Regions from separate parts of the Mus musculus genome. Here region 2 is linked to region 1. Evidence: chromatin contacts called from public promoter capture Hi-C data. All regions are on one chromosome and are shown on one strand. Each heading gives the region's core, a stretch centred on a gene start, on an enhancer-like site or on the middle of the called end of the contact. The rest is flanking DNA. Distances are from core to core; before and after follow the strand shown.

Evidence for each region. Capture Hi-C pulls out chosen DNA fragments and counts their contacts.
Region 2: a contact with region 1 is called in a promoter capture Hi-C map of pancreatic islet. The contact joins the promoter of Nhsl1 here to the promoter of Abracl in region 1. A contact is called at or near these places in 1 of 39 promoter capture datasets (cranial neural crest) and 1 of 9 other capture datasets (pancreatic islet).

What each region holds. Positions count from the first base shown.
Region 1 is chr10:18,021,068-18,026,879 of GRCm38.p6, forward strand. Abracl (ABRA C-terminal like) reads right to left here and starts at 2,185. Exons shown (of 3, transcript NM_028440.1): 1 at 2,000-2,185.
Region 2 is chr10:18,404,031-18,409,842 of GRCm38.p6, forward strand. It overlaps Nhsl1 (NHS-like 1), which reads left to right and starts at 3,645. Exons shown (of 7, transcript NM_173390.3): 1 at 3,645-4,484. The coding sequence starts at 4,283.

The DNA.
Region 1 (5,812 bases), core at 935-3,434:
AAAATGACTCAGCCTGTCCCCGATCCTGGAACTTCTGATTTTATGAACCAATGATATTTTCCCTGTTTATAACATGTAGTGCATGTAGTTTCTATTTCTTACATGATAAAGAATAGTGATCCAGTTAGCTTAACAACATTTTATTTAAAAGCAAATAACAAAACATAACTAGAATCATCGTAATATATTTATATACGTAGTCTACATGTTTGGTATTGTTCTATTGGTTAGGATGGACAGATATAACAGAAACGCAGATTGGGAGGCAGGGGGATGACTCAGTTGGTAAGACTCTTGCTTTATAAGCATGAGATTACCGCGTCTGAGCCCCAGAACCTACATACAAATGTGGGGTGTGGGAGATCCTATGACTGTAACCCCAGAAATTACACGCCAGGTTCCTTAGCCGAATTAATTCATAATTAATTTCTTTTACAAAAATCTTTTTTTACATGTATTTCTTTTGGGGAGGGTATGAATGTGAAGGTCAGACACAACTTGTGGGCTTTCCCATGTGGGTCACAGGGATTAAAATCTGGTCATGAGGCTTCGCAGTGAGTAAGTGCCTTTACCCTAATTCATGAAATTCTAAGAACACTACGAAGTACTTATTTCATTGCGAATGAAACAAGCTCACAACAGTTAATGCCACATAAGCCGTGTTCCCAGCACACCATCTTGCCAGGTCTTCCCGTTCTTTTACTGTTACACAAACGAATCTAATGCAATAGTGTATCCTTATGTGATATCATATACTGAGTGCTTACTAAGGCAGATCATTTACAAAGCAAGAACAGCCTCGCAGTCTGGACCCTTATGAATAGGAAAATAATAGGTTTGCTACTGCAAACCCAACTCAATAGGTTTTAGTCACTTAATATGGGAGGGGAAAAGAGAAGAAAATATTCACATTATACAATAGACCCAGGGCAGTCTAAAAGCCGGAGAGAAACCTCTCTTCGTTGAGAGATCAAGAACAATGAGAGGTCATAGCAAAGCAAACCTAAGAAAATGAGCCTGTCTGCGAGAGGCTGGGCCAGAAGACGGGCAGCGGCAGATGTCAGCCGGGCCTGTCTAACTGTCTCAGATTCTAATTAGGCTGTCTGAGTGGGTCTCACAAGGAGAGGGGCTTGGCACATGCTAGAAAGCTTCATCGATACACATTTGGAAAGGAATGTCAGGAGCCTTCTCTAGTTATGTTTTAAAACTCTAGAGGCAATAGGCCAAGGAAATAAAGCCTTCTAGAGTCGCCTGCTCGGGAACCGACAGCCAACTTTACACGCGAGCTAGGCGGTCTTCCAGCCTCCCTTCTATCACTAACAGCTGGCGCGGGTCAAAGGCTCACCTTCGTCCCTATTCGCTGGTTCCAGCTGACTCCATATTTGGTCATTCCTCCTACAAGTTTGAGGTCTTGCCAAATATGGATCCCCAAATCCTGAGGTCTGTGTGTACCACTCCCTCACTCCTGAACTGCATAGGGCTGCAGAGCCCGGGACCACAAGCGCTTCGTCCCTTTGTCTTCGCAACTCACCCTCCCTCGGTCCCCCACCGTCAGCGCACCCGAAGGCACAGCCCGGGAGCCCCACGAGTCCTACTTTCCCTTCCTCACCTGCCCTCCGCAGTGCAGAGAGCAATGTCATGACACCACTTCATTGCCCCGGGATCCCCCCCCCCAGTCTTTCCGCACCCCGTAACCTCACCCCCAGCCCCCCACCCAACCAAGCTGACGCCAAATGCAAAACCCACACGTTGCACCGCTGCAAACATCGATTGGGGCTGCCCCTCTCCTGGTCCGCCCCCGGCCGGCAAAACGTCACGTGAGCCCAGTGCGGAAGTGTGCTGGCCGAGTGGGGTTCCCGCCAGTGGGGTACAAAGGGCGCGTGTCCAAGGCCCCTCTAGCTGTACCGCGGCACCCCGAGGTCCTTACCCTCCACCCGGGGCTCAGACTTCCCAGACGTCGGGTCCAGCTTTCCCCCAGCGCCTTCCAGGACTAGCTCACCTCTCCGATTGCTTCCTTCTTCACGGAAGAGCTGCTGCTGCGTGGGTCTGAACCCTGTACTCGGCTTCCGCGCCCTGGGGAGGAACAGGCAGAAGAAGGAAGTGGCCCGGGCTAAGAGAAAGGCTGCAGTGGAGGAGGGAGGGGACAAGGAGAGGCGTAGGGGGCAAGTAAGACTAAGTGCTGTCTGGAAAGGGGCCGCCCATTCTCCCGGGACACGCCTAGGAGGAGGAAACCCGCGCCAACGCCAAAGCTGGAGGCAGGTTTCTAGGAATGCACACACAAAGTACCATCACCTCTCTCGTCCTACTCGTCAGGACCCACAGCCTAATGCATCTTCATTTCCTGACAGAGTATCTTACCCAACAAGAGAAAAAGCTCCCCCAGCGTGCTAAATTCTGAGATCTCCTAGGAAAACAGAGCCTCACGTGGGTTCTGTATGCAGAGCATTAGGCTCAAGACAAATAATAATAATAATAAAGTAAAAAAGACTCAATTTGCAAACACCTTCATTCTTCAAGGCCAGGTCTACCGATTTTGATTCTAGATCTTGAGACGGAATACATTTGTTTCGCTTCATTGTTTCCTACATTTCATTGACCATTCAAATCATTCAAATTCTTTTTATTTCCATCGTATGTACTTGCCCTACCCAGAGTTTTGAAAAAGAAACTCAACTTAAATTATTGTATAGGAATTGTAAATGTAATCATGAGGGAAATTTCTCTTCCCACCCCCAATTAATTACGAGTGTCCAAGTGTCCAAGTCATTGGTGACGTCCTCCGTGGAGGCAGGAAGATCTCTGTGAACTCCGGGTCAACCTAGTGAGTTTCAGCCCCCCCACCCCCCGCAGCCCCCACACACACTCACAAATGTGGCCTAGTCTTTGTCAACCTCATCAAACAGCAGCCACTCCACAACAATGGTGAAACTGATCATTTGGACCAATCAAATCTCCCTTGGAAATTGAAGGTGGTACAGGTAGAGAATGAGCCATCTGGGTGAGGCTGGAAAAGGCCAGGTCAGACAGAGGCCCAAAATGGACTTTCATTGAGCAAGAAAGTTGACTTTGTGCAGAAACCAGGAAGGGGGGGGGGGGTAGAGAATGGAGAGAGGTGGAGCGGGGGAGGGGCTAAGGAGGGAGAGGGGCAGGGTGGGAGAAGGGGAGGGGAGGGGGCAGAAGAGGGAGAAGGGAGAGAGAGAGAGAGAGAGAGAGAGAGAGAGAGGAGAGAAGAGAGAGGAGAGATTGGGAAGGTGGGTGGAGACTGGTGGAGGCCTTGGGGAAGTCCAAGGACAATCTGTGAGAAGCTAAAAATGTAATAGTCAGAAAGACCTGTTTTCAGGGGATGTGAGAGTAGCCAGGTCCCCTAAGCTGTGCAGGGTCCATGCTCTCCCCAAGCAGTGGCCTAGTTGCCCTACAGGATCAAGGTTTGCCATGTGAATGTGAACCTGAGTGGTTAGCTGTCCTGTAACTGTTGTCAAACTTACAAAATCTTCTAAGTAAGGACTGTAAGATCCTTCAAGGCCTCTTTTTTTCCTCTCAGAAGGGAGCTGAAAATTTATAGTTTATGTCTTTTAAAATGTGTTGGGAGCCGCGCCCACATTCGCCGTTACAAGATGGCGCTGACAGCTGTGTTCTAAGTGGTAAACAAATAATCTGCGCATGTGCCGAGGGTGGTTCTTCACTCCATGTGCTCTGCCTTCCCCGTGACGTCAACTCGGCCGATGGGCTGCAGCCAATCAGGGAGTGACACGTCCTAGGCGAAGGAGAATTCTCCTTAATAGGGACGGGGTTTCGTTTTCTCTCTCTCTTGCTTCTTGCACTCTGGCTCCTGAAGATGTAAGCAATAAAGCTTTGCCGCAGAAGATTCTGGTCTGTTGCGTCTTTCCTGGCCGGTCGTGAGAACGCGTCTAATAACAAAAATGTACATAATACAAAATTGTAGTGTTAAAACAAATACCATACTTAACAATTTCCCCAAGCAAGGTCTCACTGCAAGGCCACCCACACTCCAGTAGAGTCACTTCAGTTATAATGAGGCAATTTCCCCGGACTCTGTGAGCAAGGAAAAAATAAAATAGATGACTTGAACTTAGTAAGTAAAAATTGTTACACTGAAACCTATTACTCTCTGCTGGGCCATAGCCATCCGACCGTACATGTAAGCCCAGCGCTAAGTGGGTGGAAACAGGGGGATTAGAAAGCCAAGGACGGAGCATCTGCGGGAGACATCTTGGATCCCGGACTCCACCGAGACTACTCTGCACAGGTGAGAGTGTGGACTATAGAAGCTAACAGCTTCTGGGACAAGTGGGAACCACAGAGCTTCTGAGGCAGCCCCCTTTTCGGGCTCCAGACATCCGGGCACCTTCCCTGCCAGAGGATAGGTGTCCGCCCAGCCCGGGAGGGCTTTGCCTGAGCAACTTCAGGAGACATCTTGGATCCTGGACTCCTCCGAGACTACTCTGCACAGGTGAGAGTATGGACTACAGAAGCTAACAGCTTCTGGGACAGGTCTTGTTTCGGGCCTTCATCTTCTGCCAGGAGGCAAGTCTGAATGCCAGATATTTGTGCACCTTCCCTGAAAGAGGAGAGCCTGCCTGCAGAGAGTGTTCTGACCACTGAAACTCAGGAAAGAGCTAGTCTCCCTGGTCTGCTGGTAGAGAATAACAGAATCATGAGAGGAACAAGCTCTAACCAGAGACAACTATAACAACTGACTCCAGAGTTTACCAGATGGCGAAAGGCAGATATAAGAATCTTACTAATAAAAACCAAGACCACTCACCATCATCAGAACCCAGTACTCCCACCTCAGCCAGTCCAGGGCACCCCAACACACCCGAAAACCTAGACCTGGATTTAAAGGCATATCTCATGATGATGGTAGAAGACATCAAGAAGGTATTTAATAACTCACTTAAAGAAATACAGGAGACCACTGCTAAAGAGTTGCAAGTCCTTAAAGAAAAACAGGAAAACACATCCAATCAGATGATGGAAATGAACAAAACCATACTAGACCTAAAAAGGGAAGTAGACACAATAAAGAAAACCCAAAGTGAGGCAACACTGGAGATAGAAACCCTAGGAAAGAAATCTGGAACCATAGATGCGAGCATCAGCAACAAAATACAAGAGATGGAAGAGAGAATCTCAGGTGCAGAAGATCCCATAGAGAACATCGGCACAACAATCAAAGAAAATACAAAATGCAAAAAGATCCTAACTCAAAACATCCAGGAAATCTAGGACACAATGAGAAGACCAAGCCTATGGATAATAGGAGTAGATGAGAATGAAGATTTTCAACTCAAAGGGCCAGCAAACACCATCAACAAAATAATAGAAGAAAACTTCCCAAACCTAAAGAAAGAGATGCCCATGAACATACAAGAAGCCTACAGAACTCCAAATAGACTGGACCAGAAAAGAAATTCCTCCCAACACATAATAATCAGAACAACAAATGCACTAAATAAAGATAGAATATTAAAAGCAGTAAGGGAAAAAGGTCAAGTAACATATAAAGGAAAGCCTATCAGAATTACACCAGATTTTTCACCAGAGACTATGAAAGCCAGAAGATCCTGGACAGATGTTATACAGACACTAAGAGAACACAAATGCCAGCCCAGGCTACTATACCCAGCCAAACTTTCAAATACTGTAGATGGAGAAACCAAAGTATTCCACGACTGAACCAAATTCACACGTTCTCTTTCCATGAATCCCTCCCTTCAAAGGATAATAACAGAAAAAAAAATACAAGGACAGAAACCACGTCCTCGAAAAAACAAAAAAGTAATCCTTC
Region 2 (5,812 bases), core at 2,395-4,894, 380 kb after region 1:
ATCGGCTCCCTATTACTGTCCAGGGTGACCAAGCATACCCACCCAGTCAACAACCCAGCACTGTTCTCTGCCGGCCTCTTCTCCCCTCCCTTCCCTCCTTGCTTCAACAGAACAGATGAGCTTCACATGGAAACTAGAAGTCACTTAGAAGCCAAAAGAACTCATGGCACTTGAAATGAATTCCTCCTCTTGGCTGGCATTTTCCACAGATGGCAAGTAGGGTAATTTCATGCCTGATTAGAGGAGGAGTTTGTTTCATAGTATATCCTGCCATGTTTAACAATTTTTATTTCATGGAAAACTTTGACTCCCTTCCATTTTAAGGATGCTGGTATATATTGATACAGGAAAAGCAAAAGGCTTCTAAATGTATCCACCCTACCCCACTGACTCTTGGTAAAAAAATAAATGCCTTTAAATTCATGGGCATTGACTCAGGAAGATGGTTGTACGACTTTCCCTAATATGTTTTGGTGCCTCTCAGTTTTTATAGATAATGTTATTTTTTAAATTATTCCTGAAATAATACATTTTTTCCTAGTATTGTTAGTAGTGATTGGCAAGTGACCCAAAAGGGGCAAGACGTAAAATAAAAGAGGTAATCAGTCACGAGCTGCATACAGACCCATCCTGGCATCATTATCCAGCCATCTGACCTTTGGGCTTCAGCCACACAAGTAAAGGGCAAGGGGGTGCGAGGGAGGCAGCTGCGACACAGCCTTGTATCAAAGCTGTGCATTTCATCCTGCGGGGCCTCAGACTCCCACTAAACATATAATTTCAGAGAGCTTGTTTATCTGTTTTCCTGGTGCGTGAAGCACAGCTGAGGCAGAGTGGTAGGGAGCAGTATTGATACACACACACACACACACACACACACACACACACACAAGGATGATGACGGCAGACCTTGCAGTGTGGCAGCCTGCTGCTGCTGGCAGGAGGGTACATGGGAAGACACAGCACAGTGAGTAGCAGAGTCAAATCTGTTCAGCAGGTCTGTCTAAAAGGTCTGAGAGGGTGAGGGATATGCTCTCAGAGCCTTTCATGGGGAGCGGGGAGGTGGGGGAGGGGTGGGGGAGGGGTGGTTAGATGATAACATTTTGCAATGCTGATGAAGATTCTGACTGGAGTTACTAGAGCAAGCCAGTGATACTCTAAGGTACCCTACTCCTCAATAGCAATATTATGAAGATTACCACACTGTGTACGTGTGAGTTGCGAGGTACCCAGTACCCATGGCTCTGGGTAAATAGTCCATTGATTAAGGTGTGTGTTCTTGGTCATTGCTAAATGAATGAGTGTGGTGGCTTCTGAGGCAGCCCACTTAGGCTCTTCTAAGATAGCTGGAACCCACCTGGAGCATGAAGAAAGCTGTGACCTCCGGGGCGGACGAGAACCATTGTATTTGCTGTTGGCCAGTAGCAACTTTGATCCAATTAATTAACAAATTAATGTTTGTGATTTTCTTTGTATTAGCAAATATTCAATCATCTAAGCCAGTGATTCTCAACCTTCCTAATACCACGACCCTTTAATGCATTTCCTCGTGTCGTGGTGACCTCCAACCATAAAATGATTTCATTGCTGCTTTATAACTTATTTTGCTACTATTATGAATCATAATGTAAATATCTGATATGCAGTATATCTGATATGTGACCCCAAGGAGGTTAAGACCCACAGATTGAAAACCACTGACCTAAGCCATAGATTAGGCAGTACATGGAGGATTGGTTAATCAATTCTGTTTTGTGGTTTGTAGGAACAGTTTTTAGAAATCCAGTTTGTGGGCTGGAGAGATAGTTCAGCAGTTAAGAGCACTGACTGATTGCTCTTCCAGAGGTCCTGAGTTCAATTCCCAGCAACTGCATGGTAGCTCACAACCATCTGTAACAGGATCTGATGCGCACTCTTCTACAGCTACAGTATACTCACATAAAATAAATATTTTTTTTTTTTAAAAAAAGAGTGAAATCCAGTTTGTTAGCATGCCTACATTTAGGGTAAAATTGTTTTTTTGGCAAATAATTTCAGCTTCTGTATAAATGTAAACAACTTTAAGGGACAGTCTTGAGTCTTGGCTCTGATAAGCCAGTTATTTCTCTTGGTTGCTCATAGTGAGTTTTCTCCTTGCTCCTCCGTTAGGTTCTGCCAGATGTGTGCAAGGCTGGGGCCATGTGAGGAGTACTGAGTCCAGTACTGGGTACTGGACTGGGTGCACTGAGACTGTGCACCCAGGCCAAGAGGATTCAGCTGTCTCAGGTGTATCAAGGTGTATCAGGCACAGCAAGGGGTTCATTATGAAGCTTAGATACCTTTAAATTATAAATGTGAATTACAGTGCAGCTATAAGGAAGGTGTGGACAGCAGGTTAGAGAGACTTGTGCACGTTGTTTGGTGCCCATGCACTCTTAGAGGGCAGGAGCTCTGTCTTGCTAAGTAGAAGGCTCGTTCACATTTTTTCTGAGGTGCTCTTAAAAACTCCTCATTTTTATATTTTTAATTCTTTTTACTTCTTGTTTTCTTGAGACTGGATGTCACCTAGCCCAGGCTGGCTGCTCTACATAGAGTGGAAGTCAGTTCTCTGCATTTACCTCTTCAATATCAGGAAGATGGGTGTGCACCACTGGGCCTGGCAGCTCTATCGTCTCTGCACTTGTAATAATGGTCAGTGTAGACACATCACTGAAAATTAAGAGCTGAGGTAGGTAGGACCAGCACACCCAGTAGCCGAGAACTTCAGACCCCGTGCTGTCTGCTTCCCATCCCTGACCACTGCTCTGGCATGGGGTATGTGTGGGCTTGAGTTCATCTGTCTGTAACCTGAGGCATTTAGGCATCATGGTCTCTTGAGAACCCTTTAGCTTTTCTGGCCTCATTAGTGCTGACGGCTGTTTTCTCAGTTGCCTCTTCAGTCCCAGTGTCTTCTTGTGTAGCATGAGAGTCTACTGTCTTGGGGACACTTTGCTCTGGAACTTCTTCAGCGAACGCCCCAGCCCTGGCATGCTTGAAGAACTCCGTCATTCCGTCTCAGAGAGTCAGGGTAGACTTGAGACACAAAGTTTGCCTTTAGAACTGTTTGTTCTCTGGAACAGGGTTTCCCTGTGTAGCTAGCCCTGGCTCTCCTGGAACTCACCTTGTAGACAAGGCTGCCCTTGATCTAGGAGTTCCTCCTGCCTCTACCTCCCCATATTCTGCCTGCTGGCTGCAGAAGGGGAGGCAGAAACAGGTGCACACATGGCTGCGTTTCACCTTTGCTGAAAGCAGGAAGTGAAGTGAAACTGCTTACCTTATCCTTAATCGCGGCATTCCTTAACCCGTGTCCCCACCCCCACCCCCGGAATTCGGGACTAGAAACCACATTAAAAGCGCTTCTGGTGATCACCCTTTTTCAGAAGTGGGTCCAGTAGTCAGCAATCAAAATCTTTTTTGTGATCTGCAGAGAGACGTCTACGTTCTGCACAGGCTTGCTTTTCCATTGCTTTGCAGGAGTTCAGAAGTTTGAGCTACCACTGAAGTACGGTCTGTGGAGGGGCGGGGCTCTCTGTCTCCAATGAGGTGCCTTCAGTGTCGGGCAAGCCTATCATCTTTCGCAGGAGTGCTTACTCTGTAATCCAAGCGATAGCCACGCAGCCTGTTTTATTGTTTGTGGAGTCCTGCGGCTAGGAGCGCTTCCCAGACGGGAAGGAGGGCAAGTGGGCGGTTTATGATTCTTCCCTGGGCCGGGACAACAGAGCCGAACCCTTTGATTTCTCCTGAGTAACCTGTGTGGGTGAACTTTAAACTAGGGGCCTGCTTGACGCTGGATCTTTTTCTGCAGGGTGAGGAGTTAGCTCCGGAAGCCTGGCTGTCTGCCTTAAGAGGGAAAGATGCCCTGGAGAGGCGTAGGATTACCTTTAGGGATGCTAGCCATGCAGCCAAGAGTCGGGGTACCTTGGCTCTTCTTCACAAAGTCTTGGCAAGTGTGTCTGAAATGACTGTACTGTTTATTTTTCTAAAGCTTGTACTTCTATTTATTATTATTTTTATTTTTGCCTGAGGACCTCCCGCCAGAAATTGGTGCTACAATGTGTCTAGAGTAAACCATTTTCTTAAAAAATTTATCTTTAATCCTTCATTTTCCTTTTAATCGGGCACGCAGAAGCACAAAGCCTGCCCGACTCTCAGCGTTAAGAGGGAAGGGGCAGGCCCCTTTCAAGGATCCCGGCCAATTCTAAAAAGCCAGCATTTTGTTTGTTGGGCTGCCCTTTGTCTCTAGAGGATTTTGATGTGAAAGAAGATGAAAAAGGACGGCTCCTCAGGTTCCTTCGGAATCAAGGCAAGCCCAGGCTCCCTCTCACGTGCTGTGAGTTGGATAAATTTCTCCTCCCTGTCCAGGCAGACAAAGAGGCTGTTCCGCAGTGATGGAGAGCTGTCCGTTTGTGGGCACCAGGTGGAAGCCGATGATGAGAACTGGATATACAGGACCCAGCCCAGAAAAGGTGACTTGATTTTATTCTTAATTTAAACATCTTTTTAAAAGTTTGCTCTATAGAATTCTTTGTTCCTGCCGGTGCTTTCCTGTCACGTCCTCTCCTGCTCCATCAGGAGTTCCTTATTTGTTTTTTTTTGTGCTGGAGCTAAGTACCATTCATTTGTTTACACGTCTGAAATAAAAACTGCTCCGCCAAGATCCAGCTTGAGACCGTGTAGCCTTCCCAGAAGGTTAAATAGCTGTTGTTTGCCGCAGGTGCTCTCCCCTCTTCCCCAGTCCATGCTCGCCTGTGACTTGGATAAGTCAGTAAGACGCTGTCACCCCAGATGGAATCATCTGGTCTGGGCCAAGTCATGAGCTCTTTCCAGTAAGTGCTCTGACAAAGCTTGAGGGTTTGTGTCTTTTTGCGGCGTTCTTCTGAGAAGATGAATGGGTTTGGTGAATGTGTGACTTAGACAGGTGTTGAGTGTGACACGGAGGAAAATGGACACAAGGGGTTTACCTTGGCCAAAAGAGTTTTGGATTTCTGTCAAGTTCCTTGTCAGACCAGCGCTGGTGTCTGTTCTCAGGATTAGCATGTTAGACCCCCTGGAAGGTGAGGAAGACTATAGTCCTGCTGGAGGACATGGGCACATCCTAGGCTTTTATAACACTCCCTATTTTCTATATAGACTTTCTAACGTCTGCCTATTAGGATGTCTGGTGTAGGGACTGAACTGTTTAGCTCTGAAATGGTTTCTTCATTGGATGTTGTCCAGAGTTCAGCAGGGAAGCACTCCTGTGTGTTACAAAGGAGCCTAGGCCAGACACTGTTCAGGACTGACTTGTTTACTGTGTTCTCCCTTTGCCAAGGGAAACCTTGCTAGAACATCTCAGGGACCTATTCTTTCTTCCCTCTCTTTTGGGAACCCAAACTGCAGAAATGTAAGAATTAACTAACCTGCATGCTCTGGGTACACGGTCACTCTGTGCACTCTGAGGATTAAAACACAGCTCTTTTACAAGGACAATGGATGTTAACTGGATTGTGTTTGTCTGTTGAACTGGCAGAGGAAGGGCTGGTTAATATTTTTTAAAGATGCCAGCTATTGTATCAAGGAGTTGGTTGGTTACCAGTGGTCTACTCATGCTGAGCTTTGAAACCTGGCTTTGAGTTCACACTGTGTAATTACCAGTATCAAAACAGGCATTTGCTTTCTGGATGAAGCTGGGTAGTTCACATCTGGGAACTACTTTTCTAAATCAGGAATAAGCTGTGGTTTTGGTTATGTTTGAACCAGACAAGTCTGTAGGGTGGACACCATGGTGCTGTGGTTACAAGGGGGTACACTCTTG